Regions from separate parts of the Mus musculus genome. Here regions 2, 3 and 4 are each linked to region 1. Evidence: chromatin contacts called from public promoter capture Hi-C data. All regions are on one chromosome and are shown on one strand. The core of a region is the stretch at or near the end of the contact, and the rest is flanking DNA. Distances in the headings are between cores, read along the strand shown. Region 1 holds the start of Cep97 (centrosomal protein 97). Region 2 holds the start of Cd47 (CD47 antigen (Rh-related antigen, integrin-associated signal transducer)). Region 3 holds the start of Bbx (bobby sox HMG box containing). Region 4 holds the start of Dubr (Dppa2 upstream binding RNA).

Evidence for each region. Promoter capture Hi-C pulls out the DNA fragments that hold promoters and counts their contacts.
Region 2: a contact with region 1 is called in a promoter capture Hi-C map of pre-B cells. The contact joins the promoter of Cd47 here to the promoter of Cep97 in region 1. A contact is called at or near these places in 2 of 39 promoter capture datasets (cranial neural crest and pre-B cells) and 1 of 484 Hi-C or Micro-C datasets (B cells).
Region 3: a promoter capture Hi-C map of pre-B cells shows a contact between it and region 1. The contact joins the promoter of Bbx here to the promoter of Cep97 in region 1. A contact is called at or near these places in 3 of 39 promoter capture datasets (cranial neural crest, pre-B cells and second pharyngeal arch cranial neural crest).
Region 4: a contact with region 1 is called in a promoter capture Hi-C map of pre-B cells. The contact joins the promoter of Dubr here to the promoter of Cep97 in region 1. A contact is called at or near these places in 3 of 39 promoter capture datasets (cranial neural crest, pre-B cells and second pharyngeal arch cranial neural crest).

Annotation. Positions count from the first base shown.
Region 1 is chr16:55,933,089-55,937,039 of GRCm38.p6, forward strand. Cep97 (centrosomal protein 97) reads right to left here and starts at 1,760. Exons shown (of 11, transcript NM_028815.4): 1 at 1,665-1,760. The coding sequence starts at 1,707.
Region 2 is chr16:49,853,409-49,857,359 of GRCm38.p6, forward strand. Cd47 (CD47 antigen (Rh-related antigen, integrin-associated signal transducer)) reads left to right here and starts at 2,253. Exons shown (of 9, transcript NM_001368415.1): 1 at 2,253-2,424. The coding sequence starts at 2,379. It also overlaps Gm4633.
Region 3 is chr16:50,430,383-50,434,333 of GRCm38.p6, forward strand. It overlaps Bbx (bobby sox HMG box containing), which reads right to left and starts at 2,007. Exons shown (of 17, transcript NM_027444.3): 1 at 1,860-2,007.
Region 4 is chr16:50,731,075-50,735,025 of GRCm38.p6, forward strand. Dubr (Dppa2 upstream binding RNA) reads right to left here and starts at 1,699. Exons shown (of 2, transcript NR_028300.1): 1 at 1,344-1,699.

The sequences.
Region 1 (3,951 bases), core at 510-3,009:
CTGGAGAGATGGCTCAGCCGTTAAGAGCACTGGCTGCTCGTCCAGGTTCTGAGTTCAATTCCCAGCAACCACTTGGTGGTTCACAACCATCTGTAATGAGGATCTGATGCCCTCTTCTGGTGTGTCTGAAGACAGTGACAGTGTACTCACATACATAAAGTAAATAAATCTTAAAAAAAAAAAAGGCTGGAGAGATGGCTCAGAGTGGTTAAGAGCACTGACTGCTCTTCTAGGGGTCCTGAGTTCAATTCCCAGCAACCACATGGTGGCTAACAACCATCTGATGACCTCTTATGGTGTGTCTGAAGGCAGCTACAGTGTACTCATATAAATAAATAAATCTTTTTTAAAAACTATAAAGTTGTTTTTTTTAAAAAAAAAAAAAAAAAGTGGATGAGCCACGTGCACAGCACAGCTCACACCTTTAATCCCAGCACTGGAGAGGCAAAAGCAAGAGGATTTCTTTGAGTTTTTGATCAGTCACAGCTACATAATGAGACCATGGCTTTGAAAAGAAAAAAGAAAAAGAGTGAGAATATAATATAAACATTGTTCTACATAAAAACATGAGATAATGGGAGAAAGGCATCCAAAATATCATCTGGCTCTTTGGGGGCGGGGAGAATGGCTCTGTAAGTGCTTATTGCTGCTGTTCTCGGTGAGCTAGGAAGGTTGAGAAAAGAAGCTATCAGAGTGGGCGGGGCCTGAGTAACTGCCAATTTCAATTTTTCGATCAGACTGGAGCTACCTTGGGATGTAATTTTTCGGTTCTGCGCTCCTAGAGGGTTTCAATGCTTTTCGGTTTTCTTATCACGTGAGGCGTCGTGAGCCCCTTCTTCGAGATGAAAACTAGACTGTCCTGGAAAAGCGCACCTAGCGTCCGCACACAATTCCTAAGTGTCGACACATGTTTTAGCCGAACTCCTTCCCGTAGGAACTCAAGGGTCTCCGGGTTATGAGCCTCAACTCTACCTACCCTGCTCTGCCCCAATCGGGCCAGCTGCTACCACGCCTCAGAGTGTAACCAAAACAAAAGCTCTGAGGTCGGCGCCCCACGGAGGCATCTCCCAAGCACAGGCGCACCCCCCAACCTGGGCTCTGCCAAACAAAGACCAAACTCGACCCCGGGACCCGGCCTGCAGAATGATCGGGGAGCAACGCGTGTCTGGGTCATTCTCAGATTCTACCACGGCTACTGGTCACTTCCAAAGAAGAGTTCAAGCAGACTGTGATGCGGTTTCAGATGAGATGCTTCCTGAACGTTCTCGGACGAGAAGGAGAGGCACGGGAAATAAAAAGGCTGCACTAATTTCCTGTGGGCACTCGGAACTCAAAGTAAACGTCCCAGAAAGGTCACCGCAGTCCGAAGCCCACTGCCCCCAGTCAGGCTAAGGAGAGCGCGGGACAGGGGCGCCGGGCACCGCGAAGGCTCCTGGGGACTGAAGTCCCTCATTCAGCCTTCACAGTAATGTTGCGGGACTGGACCAGACAGCGGGACTACAACTCCCAGTAGGAAGTGCGCCTCCGTGTTGCTTACAGCCCCTCATCAAAAGAACTGGTCCAAAACTGCACCTCTAAACCCAGGCTTTCTCTTTACACCAAGCAACTGTTTAATATGACATACTGAAGTAAACTTTGGAATTTAGGGGTAGGGATCATCGTACCTTCTCCCGGAGCCAGAGCCCCGTCGACTCGCGCCACCGCCATACTTGCCGCTTGCTAATGACACCAGGCAACCGTCTTCTGCCGTTCTGTAGAGCATGTAGTCAGCAGTGGGGCGCTGCAAACTACAACTCCCAGGATGCACAGCACTCACTCGACCCAATTGGCTCCCTGATGGGACTTGCTGGCTACAATGTGGGAGGTAAAGCTTAGAAGACCCGGGTTGACACCTAAAGTTGATCTGGTGAGCAAGCTGTATTGTTAGATAAACCATTTCACTCCAGGGCCAGGTGTTTGAGAAATTCGACACTTTTACCACCTGGCACATTATAAAGACGTTGTTTAAAACTGAATTTGAGAACTCATTGCCAGAAGTCTCTATGGCAGCTACCCATTTTGACAATTCTGAATTAAGTTTAAAAGGTTTTAGCTTCTCTATAGGAATGACAGTGAAATATTTTGACATAGTCAAATGGATACGTTATATTTGCAATTTACCCAATCTTACCTAATTAAATAGATTTAAAGCCTCAGAAACTGATATTTTTGTTTTAAATGGTGGTTCTTACACATTGAACAGTTTGGTCAAGGAGTATATTTGATACATATGTACCCAGAACTTTTTCCAGAGTATTCAAAAAAGTTTAAAATAGTTTCCAGAGTCAGGAATACTTACTTTACCTGGTTGGGAGGGCACAGGCTGATCTTTTTTTGATTTAACTATGAACTCGGTAATCGGGAACTAGAAATTACAATCTTTGGACAAAACTTGACAGGGGAAGTAAAATTAAGCTAGGGTTTACAAGGTAACTCAATCGTACAAAGGGGGCTCCACTTTCTTTCATCAACTGCTCAACGTACTAAAAGCTACTCTTGGTGTTCGAGAAATTCAACACTTTTACCACCTGGCACATTATAAGGACATTGTTTAAAACAAACTGATGTTGAGAACTCATTGCTAGAAGTCTCTATGGCCGCTACCCATTCTGACAAGTCTGAATTAATTTTAAAGGGTTTTAGCTTCTCTATAGAATGACTCGCTATAAGGCTCTCTCTGAAGTCTGAGGATTCCTGTTCAGGAAAATTCAGTAACTTGGTGCTTCTAGCTTTTCAGGCTCAAAATTCTAAGAGCATTTCCTCTTTCCTGGTTCCCTTTGGCATCACTGCCCTTAAAGACCTTTCTGTTTCCCATTGCTTTAGTCTAAAGATACTTTTCTATTTCTGAAGAAACAATAAGAATTCCCCCCTTCATTTTAACCAGTAGACACCTTACTTGGAGAACAGTCTTACAACTTTATATGTCTGAAAACAAAGCAAGCCTGTCGTGGTGGCCCAAATTTTAATCCCATCAGTTGGGAGGAAGACTATATATTGTTAGATATTGGAAGAGGCAAGCAGGAGGATGTCTGTGAGTTCAAGGCCACCTTGGTCTACATAGTGAGTTTAATCATAGCCTGAGCTATGCAACAGAGAGATTCTGTCTAAAAACAAAACAAGTACACATGTACACACACACATCAGACACACACACACACACACACATCAGACACACCGGAAGAGGGCATCAGATCCCATTACAGATGGTTGTGAGCCACCATGTGGTTGCTGGGAAATGAACTCAGGACCTCTGGAAGAGCAGCCAGTGCATAAATTAAAACAATTGGAGAGGATGAAGAGACAGCTTAGCCAGTAGGGGAGTTTGCTGCCAAGACTGATGATCTGAGTTCAAGTCCCATAACCCACACAGTAGAAGATGATCACCCACTCCTGAAAATTGTGAATTGTGTTCTGAGTTCCACATGTGTGCTACCTCATTCATGGAGAGAGAGAGAGAGAGAGAGAGAGAGAGAGAGAGAGAGAGAGAGAATATGTAACTTAGAAAAAGGAAGGGCCAGGAGAGAAGTATGCCAAGTCCAGCCTTGGCCACATAGAGGCACCTTGTCTCAGAAACAAAAACAAACAAACAAAAAAAAAAAACCAAATAACAACATCAGCAAACAAGAATAACCCAGAGAACCCCTCCACAGGGTGATCACATACTGGGGATGACCATGCAGTTGTGTCCGGCTTTTCATCACTGAAGAGTGTTGTCGTTCACAAAGTTCACACGAGAAGCACTCTTGTCTTGTTCACTGTTTTTGGTTTTGGGTTTCTGAAACTGTTAGGGATCAAACTAGGCTCTCTTCATCTGAGGCAAGCACTTAACCACTGAGATACATCCCCAACTCAAAGAAAAAAAATTGTTTTAAACTTTTCTGTATTTTAAGGTTTTTTGTTTGTTTGTTTTTA
Region 2 (3,951 bases), core at 1,003-3,502, 6.1 Mb before region 1:
ACCTGTGTTCAAAATATCTAATGTGCACCTATCCCCTCCTCTCTCATGCCAAGCTCAAAGTCTGGATAAAAATGTTTGGATCAATTGGAAGAGAACTTCTAAGGACTTTAGGTTCTGGACTTGGAGTTTAAGGTTCTCTCAGAGAGAAGTTATCAACTCTGCAGAAATTGCTATAGAACTTTTCTGGGATAGACTCAACCTCACGCCCCATCTCAAATGCCCGAGAGAACAGTTACCACCCTCTTGACTTCTCATCCAACCAACTTATGCCCATTCCATTTTCTGCACAAGAAGACAATCATATGGCCCCCGTAGCTCCCAGCATAACACAGAGCATCACTGGATCTCCACCTCTGCAGGTTGGGCACAGTGTTTTCCAGTCAGTAGTCAGCTTTACAGGGTTAGCTGCATCCAGGAACAGCTGACAGCCTTTTTTAGCCGAGCAGCTGCTCTCTGATACACAATGTCCCTAACGCTCAAGGTCTGGTGAGCGGTCATTGTTTTGTATCCATATCAGCATTAACCGGTTCCTTTGATAGTCGGAGGGTATCTGGTCTGCCATTGAAAACCTTAACCATCAGAACTCTTAAGTCACATTAACACATCATCTAGATCAATGGGGGTGGGGGGGAAAGGGAACTTTTGGGGTTTAAAGAATTGATAATGTGGAGGAAATCTCTCTCTCTCTCTCTCTCTCTCTCTCTCTCTCTCTCTCTCTCTCTCTTTCTCTGACACACAGACACACACACAGTTGTATACTAAGGGATGTTTGTTGAGTGCTATTCTCTGAGCGTAACAGCAATCATGTTCCTCAGAACAGTGGTGACTACTTGTGACTCTCAAGATAGGATGTGCTGACTGTGGATCTTTCCTCCAGGAAGGAGAGTGACAGGAGGGTCATTGAACCCTTACTTGAGATTCTAGCTACTTCCTCTTGCACCTCTCAGACACCCCTAAGTAGGTGCTAGAGTATGCCGACTATAGAAGGGTATCAAAAGAACGGGGAATTCATGCTGCGGTGAAATTTTTAGGTGTGGTTGCTTTCAGATCTTCTGCGCTGCTGGGTGGGAAGTAACTTATAGCAAGCTCAAGAAACCTTTTGGTCCAAGACTGACTTCGGTGGAATCCTACTTTAGTTTGTTGTTGGTACCCTATCTGGGAGGGAGTGGTTATTTCCTTAGGAAAATAATCATGAAATAAGGACACTGTCACAGCATCATAGACAGTGGCAAGTTTTATCCTGAATTGGATTGCTGCTACACTGGCTATTGAGAAGGAAATGGGGTAGAAGACTTTAAGAAGTGCAATAAATAGTGTGATAGTCTTTTAGCTCAGCTCAGAGAATATCACCCAGAATGGGCACCCATTATTACAGAGATCAAGTCCTTTTAGTCAAAGGACCTTTGCCTCAGGGTGAAGAGAGTGGCTTAGAGCTACACTTTTAAACCTATTCAAGAACTGAACTCAAACAGGTCAGAGGTCTACACAAGGATGCAGACATAAGCCAGTTTCCCAATATTGCCGATAGCGTCAAGGATCTGTTTACTCACACGGGGCCTGTCTGCCACAATCCTTGTGTCTGTCACCCTTTCTCCTTCGTGGTTTTAAACTGCTCATTATGCATGGAACTTGATTGCCCAACCCTGCTTGGGGGATGAAAACATTAGCCAACAAAGAAAGAAAAACAGATAAGGAGGTCCACTTCTGGAACAAGTCAGACCGGGGAGAGATCAGGGCCAGGGGGAGCCAGAGGGAAGGAGTTCCTCGGGGGCCAGGACCTGGTCACAGCGCCCTCTCTCCGCCCAGCCCTGCGGCTCCAGGGCTGCGCGCCTTGGGAGGGAAGATGGTGAAAGCAGAAGCAGCGCCTACACCGGGAGAGCAGGGAGGAGGAGTTGGACTGAGGTTGGGCGGCTCCGAGGTCCAGGGCGAGCTTGGCCAGAGGGAGTAGAGAGCAGCGGGGCTGCGCAGGGACGCGTGCCGTGAGTTCCGGTGAGCGTGTGTGTCCCATGCTCCCGTCTTTCAGGCCGGCCCAGGACACGAAGCCGGAAGAGAGCTGGCTGGAGGGACGGGGGCCGTGAGCAGAGAGTGCAACCCGCGCAGCCCCGGGGACAGGCTGATTCTTGGCGCTCTCCGCCGGAGCCTGCCCAGGGCTGGGTGTGAGGCTGGCGTCACGTCAACGAGCAGAGGCGGCCAGGCGGGGCGGAGTGCGCGTGCGCGGGGCGGCGAGCACGCGCGCGCGCGCACCCCCGGGCAGCCTGGGCGGCCGCTCCTGCCTGTCACTGCTGCGGCGCTGCTGGTCGGTCGTTTCCCTTGAAGGCAGCAGCGGAGGCGGCGGCTGCTCCAGACACCTGCGGCGGCGACCCCCCGGCGGCGCGGAGATGTGGCCCTTGGCGGCGGCGCTGTTGCTGGGCTCCTGCTGCTGCGGTGAGTGGCTCGGGGATCCCGGCTCTCAGGCTGGTGCGCAGCACCCAGGCGCCCCCGCAGGAGTGTGGGCTGCACCCCCGCCGGCCAGGCGGCGCCCGGAGGAGAGCAGAGAGAAGAGGAGAGGGGTGGCGGGATGCGCGGGCCCTGCGCACCCGGAGCGCCACTGTGGGAGGGCCCGGCGGGGCATCGGCGCCCCTGCCTCCTCCCTCTGCTCTCCTTCCCTAGTCCCTTTCCCCCCCGGGGAGAGCGGGCTGAAGCTCCTCACTCTCCAGTGCGCACACGTAGGAAGAACTGGGAACAACCGCAACTGTGCAAAACCCCAACTGCAAAGAAAGCGAGGGGGCAGCTGCCGCCCCCCCCATCCCCTCCTCTTGCACCCCTCTCCTTTCTCAGAGCTTTCACGCAGCATTTGGGGTTGAAGGACTAGAGTGGGAGGCCCGGGCCTCTTGTGATGAAGTGCGCATTTTGGTGAAGTCGACCAGAAAGGCTTTTTGCCCTACCGCGTAAGCACTGGAGCAGAGAGAACACGGTGGACCCAAGTTTTATTTCCCACCCAGCTTTTATCGAAGCTTTTTTTTTCTTTCCCTCCCTCTGACCGCGTATTTTTGTGGTTGTTGTTTTGAATCCTCAAAACAAGCTTCCTGGAAACACTTCTCGTGACACCCCCGCTACCCCCCTCCCTTGCCAGCACTTTAATATATTCCTTATTGTAGATTAAAGTTTTTTTTTTCCCTCTTCCTTGGAGCAAACGTATTTTAAGATTTGCCCAGATATTGCCAGTGGTCTAAAGACAGTAATTGCCAGGGATGCACCTCCTCTTTTGTAAAGTATTTTGCTGTTTATGAACGCGTACCTCCTTTGTAAAAAGCCGAGGGAAGAATAGGAATTTTTGTGACCATATACCGCCCGGCAAGCTTCATATCTGCAGATTCCTCTGCGAACTTTTGGTAAGAATCGGAACAGACTTGCAGCAGGATAACAGCAAATGTTAAATTTGTCTTAGGATGGATGCTAAATTAATTGAACCTTAAACTGATGGTTAACCTCACAATGCCTTATAAAGGCCAGTGTTTGGGATCTATTTCCAAGATGCCCTTAATACCCTGCCCACCACTTCCCTCTCCCAATCATCCTGGGTGTTGTAGCTGATAATAATAAAGACCTGTGTTATCTAAATTGTTGGTATTGGATGTTTTCTGATTTTAGTCGTTTTTACTGTGCTTGTTACCATCGTTATCATTATAACACTGTTTTCAAATACCTGTTGTATAATCAGAGAGCTTTCATATTGAGCCAGATACAAATCTGTTATAAAATGCTACTGATTCAGACCATGGACAGTGAATCTTGTTTGTCTGAAGAGTGAAAAGTCTAAGCCATATATTATGTTTTTTTTTAAGCCTAATTCTCAAGTAGACTAAAAAGCAAAATTATTAGAATTGTAGTTTTGGTGATAGGAATTGTGGTAGGCCTTTGTTAGCGATAATTATGATCACATTCATTAATGCTCATTTTGTACAATGTTAG
Region 3 (3,951 bases), core at 757-3,256, 5.5 Mb before region 1:
TGGTTTCAAAGCCCCAGGCCAATGACCATTAGCCGAGGCAGAGCTAGCTCGGTCCCCATCCCCCACCACCTCCACCCACCTCCCCCTCCAGCTACCTCCCCCCCCCACCTCCACCCCACCTCGAGAAACTTTTCAACAAGATCCACCTGGGCTAATTTGTCCTCAGACAGTTAAAATATTGACTAGACCCTACACACTGGGAAGGAAGGGGAATGCACGCTTTATTTTCCTTTCTGTAGAAAGGAAAGCAAAAAATAGCTTGTCTCTGTGTCTCTCCCTCTCCCCCCCCCCTCCTCTGTCGTACATGTTGTGTCTTAGCTTTTTGCATCGTTTCGTTTTACCTTCCTCATTTAGCAGAAATGATCGCGGGTATTTCACACATAAACGTGTTCCAGATTCCTGGATTCGGGGTCCTTGTAAATTACAAGAATCCGGTTCGGTCTCAGTTACGTTAAGTTTCATGCGATCTCCCCAAAATAAATTTTAAAATAATAATAATAATAATACATTTCTGAGGGTGAGCGAGCGATTCGAGGTGGAGGAGGGAAAGAAGCCTCCAGTCTGATTTCTGTAATTTACTAGCGACCCGGATCGCAGAAAATAACAGTGTAACACGAGCGTGGCTTCCGAGGGTTGGGGAGCTCTTTCTAGAGGCATCGACCCCATCCCCGGATAAAGGATCTGCAAGTTTTCTGTCATCGCGACCGTGCAATGCCATAACTTACCTTCAGAATGAGTCTTTAACCAGCCAAGGCCTTCCTCCTCCCCTCCACCGCCACCACCCCCAGCCTCGCTCTCTCCACCTTAAACTTATTGACACAACATAATCCCACATTCAAGCAAAATCCTGACACAGCCTCCCTCGTCCTCTCCCCCCTCCTCTCTTCCCTCCCGTTTCTCTCTCTCTCTCTCTCTCTCTCTCTCTCTCTCTCTCTCTCTCTCTCTCTCTCTCTCTCTCTCTCTTCCCCTCCCTCTCCCCTTTCCCTCCCCTCCCCTCCTCTCCCTCTCTCGCCTTCTTCGCCTTCTTCCCCTCTCCCCTGTTCTTCCTCCAGGCTACTCTGGCACTGGAACAGCACTTTCTCCACTCGCCGCGCATTTGGCTGGGGGTGGGGGGTGAGGGGGACACCGATCTCGGGGCCGGAACACCCAAATCCTAACTCTGCAGATGAACGAGCAACCGGGCTGCCGGTCCCGGTCACCGTCGCACACACACCAAATGTAGCCCCGACCCACCGAGGGCAGCCTTCCCGTACCTTCCACCCCTGCCCCGGGCTCCTCAGGCCCCACCTCCCCCGGCAGCCGAGCCCTGCCCGGGGCTCCTCCACGTACTTTCGCCTCCTTGAAGTTTGGGGCTCCCGGGGCGGCCACGAGCCGCCCGCCGGCGTGAGGGGACCGCTCCGTTGTTGTTTTCCTCGGGCGGCTCAACCCCGCGCCCCGGCTCCGTGCCCCCTCGGGCGGCGCTGCCCGGGCGCCGAGAGGTGCTGCCTGCAAACGCAGCCTGGCACCGGCTGGCCTACTCCTCCCCAGCCCGGCCCCCAGCTCGCGCTCGCCGGGCAGCGCCGCGCGCCCCCCGGCCCGGGCCCGCCGGCGCGGCCGCCGCGACCCTCGGCCCGACCTCTCGCCACCCAAAGTTTTGGCTGAGGGGAAAGTGGCCCGCGAGGCGCCGGCCGGTGGCGGCTCGGGCTCCGGACGCGCGGGTTCCCCTCGCCTTCCTCAAGTCCACCCTACCGGCTGCCGCCGCCGCTGCCGCCGCTCCTGCCGCGGAGTCCTCGGGCTGCAGCCCCGGCGGCTCGCAAGTGAGTAGGAAAACAGAAAGTGCGGGAGAGCGCCTGCGAAGGCTGCGGATGGCGGGCGCCTACCTCGCGGGCTCGCCGCGGCGCGAGGGCGTGTGTGTGGCTCGCCCTCAGCGGCCAGTCAGGGGCTCTCTATGGGAAAGTGGAGAGGAGCTTGCGGAGCCGCGCTGCCTCCGCTCCACTGTACACTGCTCCACATACAGTACATGCAACCCGGAGAGACTGAAAACACTCATTTTATATAAGGCAGCCTGCCATTGGCCCGCGCCGTGACGGACGGGCGGCGCAGCCAAACAGGAGGCGCGTTACACCCAAACACACGCACACATACACACATTTCACAGAGACACACAAAGATCATCACATTTTCTATTTTCTAATGTTCGGGACCTGTAGACAGTGGGCGAAGACAGGTAGTGAGGCCCAGCAGAGTAGGGGTCAGGAAGGAAGCCCTCTCTATACCAAGTTGCCAGGCTTGAAACTGGTGTCCTTTTGACTTGGGAGGGTTATGGTAATAAACTACAACTCCACTGGATATGGAAGTGAGGAGGGATGGGTTTGATCGCTGCCTTGTGGTGCCCCATGAAAGAGGCGAGCATTGTGTTATGATTTTACAGCCCGGCCTGCTAACAAGTGGCCGAGAAAGGCTTTTATCAGCTTAGATTTCTTTTGTCAATGGGTTAGCCATCACATAGGCCAAAATAGTGCGAGATAAGTTTATCAAGACTAGAATGCTTTGAGATTGTGACTGCCTCGTTAGCAAGCAAATTCAGAAAGTAAGAAAAAAAATCAATACAACAGGCAGAAACAAAGATAAACCTTATGCTAAAGTAGCCGAATGTGCACTTGAAAGTCAGAGGGCAATCACCTGTATGGGTACACAAGGTGTGCTGAAATTACACACCTTGTGGGAAAATGACAATCGACAGTCTGCCTTAGAAATAGACCTCTTGGTTCAATATAGCCAAGATTTATAATACACACACACACACACACACACGCGCGCGCGCGCGCGCGCACACGCACACGCACACACATCCTTTGTTTTATGTATTTCCCGCTGTATATGACTACTCTATGGTGGGTGATTTCTAGAGACAATGAAAGCGAGATCTAGTTTTAATGATATTTTTACTATGCTGTATCTTTGGCAGATCTTGTTAACAGTTTGATATAAACAAGTCAAAGGGATACTTAGAAAGAACCGAACCTAGGAATTAAAACAGAATAAAATGCACACACAAGTTTTTAACTAGTTGAGCAATCTTTTGAGCATATGAGTTCTTTTAGTCTCCTTCATTCTTAGAGTTGATTTTAGTTTTTATTTAAAGATTAAAATAAGCTTTCCCAAGATTGCCTTCATTAAATGGTTATTCAGCATCTACAACTCACTGGGACTATTCTAGGTCCCAGATGTTTTCCTGGAGTTCCTTCTGACCAGGATCCAAAATTTTCAAGAATCTTAAATACAAACAGTTTTGAAGATTAAATAGTATGATTTTTATAGTCTAACTGATAGCCTAAATTTTAAAAGTAAACCGAGTAAGAAAACCTTTCTGTTCTGGTTTTGGGTTTTGGACTTTTTGTTTGTGTGTTTGTTTGTTTGGGGGGGGGGGTGGTTTTGTTTTTGTTTTTTGAGGCAAGGTTTGACTGAGTGGCCTTGCCTAGCCTGGAAATCACTAGATATATCAGGCTGTCTTTAAACTCACAGAGACCCCACTGCCTCTATTTCCTGAGTGCTGGAATTAAAGGTGTGCACCACCACATCTGTCCCAGCTGTTTTATTTCCTTGATTCGTTCCTAAGATATTTTTTTCATAGTCATAAATAAATTAAGTGAACATGTGTGCTTGCATAAGAGTAGAAAAAGAAACCTAAAGAAAAAGAAGTTTATGAAGTTTAGAAAGTGAAGTACTGTTTAGAGGTGTGGTATTCTGTTTATTTTTAAAAGAAAATAAATTTTAAAGAAAAAAATCCTCTAAACCACGGGTATTCCAAGTGATAATACTGAAAGTCCTATCATATCCCTCTGCATGCAACTGACAGAAAGAAACAAGTATTCCTTATCCACAGTACACTGGTCTGAAGTCTGCGCTAACTCCTATCTCTGTCTTGCTATATGAGAAAGGAGGCAGGGACAAACCAGGTAGGCACAGATG
Region 4 (3,951 bases), core at 449-2,948, 5.2 Mb before region 1:
AACCTGGAGATAAATGTACAGTATCACTAAGGGAAATTGGCCACACATTATTTGCTTACTACACGATTGGACTTTTAGAGAATGATCCCAACAGGCAAGTCTATAGGCAAGATTGTCGGTTGTTTGGGGCTTGAGGGATAAGGGCTATCTTTGGAGGGCATCTATGACCTGATAGTTATGGTCCCACAAAGTGAATATAAAAAAAAACCCAAATCACATACTTTAAATGGATGAATTGTATGGCTTGAACCATATCTCATTATTACCATTATTAATACAATATTTTGTGTATATCCAAAACACTGGAGACCACACAACATAAGAGTAAAAGAATATTTTTAAACGACCCAATTGCGTGAAACAGCATGCATAAACTCAAATACAGTGTGGAATGAAAGGAGCAGGGCACTGCAGACTATTGGATGGATAACTATTATGACAGAAAGAACAATTAGAATACTTAATGCTAAGGCAGTGTCTATATTTAGCATGAGTGTGCTTTCTTTGTTACGGACTGCGATGAAGGAGGCTTGTACTAGATTATATCATCTAGACTGTTGCCAGAGTATGTTTGTTTAAGTACTGAACTGCATTTGTAATCGGCATACTATTTTCTGTGCTGTTTTTCAACAAATGTTAAACAGCTTCAACAACCTAGTTGTTCAGTAAGTGGTCTTACCAAGTGAGCACTGAAAAAAAAAGAGGGTTAAAAGCATACATAAAGCTTTTCAAGTTGTTTTAAGTTTGTTGGGATTATGTAGAATTTCAACATTCTTCTATACACTTTTCAGTATGTTTTAAATGATCACACTGGACATATCACAGCAAAAGAGACATTATCAAAACACAATAGTTTACCTTTTTACACTAAGCCAATTTATCCAAAGTGTTGGACTTTACTAGCCACGGAAAGTGACCGATTCAGAATAAAAGACTAGCCGGTTTGGCTACTGTTCTAAGAGGTTCCTGGCGGTCTTGACTGGTAACCGGCCAGGGGAGGAGGCGCAAACAGGTACGTGGGATTCCTGGGCTGGTGTTCAGAACCAGGTGCAATCGAAGCCTGGGCATCCTTACAGAAACTGGATCCTTTCTGCAAGCACCAGAGACGCGGCGCCAGCTCCCAGAAAGTGAAGGATTTGCCTGCCATCGCAAATCTGCAAGCGTTTAAGGCCGGCGGCCGTGAGTGGGTGTTTCCTCCTCCTATGCAAGGTTGTGAAAGATGAGTACGTGACAGATTTCGCTCTTCCTGGGGGGCGGGGGTGGGGTGGTCACAGAACTGGTAACTCTCTAATTGGCGACTCTCCAGAGGAATCTTAAAGCACGTAAAGTTTTTTTCTTTTTACCTGGGCTGGCGTTGGCGGGTAAAGAGCGGGGTGTGGCCGGATGCCTTCCGCGGCTCAGGATGCCCTGAACGCTCAGGACGCTCGCACTCTTGGGGCGGAGTCCACTCTGTGTCAGGACACAGTCCCGTTGGGACAAGAGGAGACTCGCATCCCTTCAGCCGGCTTAGAGAAGCGGGAACTTCTTCGGACTCGAACAAGGTGCGATGCCACTCCGAGCAGCCTACGCGGAGCAGTTTCGCCTTTTTTCCATCGCCGGGATCTTCACCGTTCTGACAGGTCTGCCCGTTGCTTTGCAACTTTGCTAGAAGCGCGGCCTGGGTGCGGCTGACAGCTCTACGCACGCGCGGTGCCGGTCCACGTCCCGCCTACCTTAAGGCTCCTCCCACAGAGCAGGTCACGCCCACCGCTTAGCTTTGGCTGCTGGCTGAGCTGCGGCTAGGAACCAGTCGCCGCTGGTGCTGTGGGCGGAAGAACACACACTGGATTCTGAATTAGTTGTGAACAGTGTCTACCTTCCCCCAGAGATAACATCCATACTAGACCTGTGTAAGCGGCGAGATCCTGTGCTTCAACCTAGTTTCTCAGAATAAGCGATTTTTCTCCATCGGGGTTTCTCAAGCACCCGTGGTGGTAGAGATTCGGGCTAGGTGATCATACAATGTGTCCATAAGGTGAAGTGACTTAGTATTTTGCAGCATCCCCGATTTCTAGTCTCTGGGTGGCAGCTTCAATCTCCACCCCTCTTATCTCCCTGATTCTGAGCAACAAGAATATACTCGAATTCTGCTACGTATGTGCCCATATTTGACTACAGGCTTAAAATACAGCAGGGGTCAAGAAATGTAACAAGTTTAGTAACCTCTATCTGATAGAGTTAATATGATTTAATTTCCTCAGTTGTTCCAAAAAATATTCAATTTTTACTTTATCGTTTGTTGGTAGAATTTAAATCTAGGATTAAGTTGATTACATAACACATTTAGATGTCAATTATCGGTCTTCATTCCATTTAGTTCAGTTCTCCACCCCCTCTTTGCTGTTTTCTTGACATTGACTAGGATGGGTCTCCTCCCAGAGTATCCTTCACTCTCTCTATTTGACTGTTTCTGCATATTGGTAAGACTGGTGGAAATTTTACCTAGATGATTTTTCGGTTTTCAAATGACTGTCTACCTATTCTAACAAGATAACTTTATAAAATTCCTTTTCCTCTTTACTTCTAGGGATGTGAGATACCACCTATGTCAATTTCTACACTGTACATGAGTCCTGATCTATATAATTTTTCTTTTCCACATTGATTAGATATTGTCATATTCGAAATTTATCCTTTTTAATTGTAGTCTGTGCAGCGTATTGCAATGTCTGAAAGGGCTTAGGCCTGCCTCATTGCGGCTTGCTTTTACATTATTTTTTCCCATATAAACAATAGAATATAGCTTCATTAAAATACTTTTGGAGAAACGGAGAATAATTTGATGTGCTTTCCCATTGGAGAACGGAATTTATCTTTCCTTTTATTGAAAATCCAGTTCTGTGACATTCAACAAGACTTTCTAGTGTTTTCCATATAGGATGCTTACATGTCTTGCTTATAGCGTAGTCCCTTTTGCATCTGCACTGTAAAAGAGCCTCATCCTATCTCTTCTTCCTCATGAGTGCTTGTTGCCCCAAACGACGACCATAATTTCTGTATGTAATTTTATATCTTGCTGTTAGGTTTAATTTGTTGCTGATTCAGGAGCTTGTCATCGGAGAACATCTTGCTTTTATGTCATTGTAGCCGTTATCCACTAAAGCTCAGACTGCCCTTGCTTGGCTCTTCTTACCTGACAGAGCTCCAAGGGTCTCCATGCGAGCGTCCTTCCTTCCTGAGGTGATATCAGCTCCCGTGTCAGCTCCCAGGCTTATTCCGGGGTGGTTCCCACTGTGTTGTTCCAGACTGAAAACCAACCGTTGCCCAGGGAGCCCTTACAGCTTCTGAGGCAGCCAGCTGACTGCAGCCTGTGAGCTTCAGGATGCTCATTGGCTTGGCATGGCTTCTGACTCTTCCACAAAATATTTAGAAAATATGTAATTTTTTTAAAGAGAGAAAAATAAAAGCCAATTTGTGGTAACAGTAATCTTCTACGTGAAAGATGATAGTATATTTGCTTACCCAATATTTTATCTCACCTCCTCTCTTTCAGGCTGAAAAGGATGAATCCTGCATTGTATGATGGTTTGCCTTTCCCTAGTAAAATGCCAAATGTGGTTAATCTATTAGGATTTGTTTCATGTTGCTTAGTCAAAAATAAAATTAAATAAATCTGCGGGAAAAAAACTATTGTTTTTAAATATATTTTTGAGTGGGATAATTAACTTATTTATTTATTGTTTTTTTTGTTTGTTTGTTTGCTTTTTGTTTTTTGAGACAGGGTTTCTCTGTATAGTCCTGGATGTCTGGAACTCACTTTGTAGACCAGGCTGGCTTTGAACTCAGAAATATGCCTGCCTCTGCCTCCCAAGTGCTGGGATTAAAGGTGTGCGCCACTATGCCTGGCTATTTATTTCTTTTACCATTTATTTATTCACTTTGCATCTGATTGCAATCACCCCTCTTCCCAGT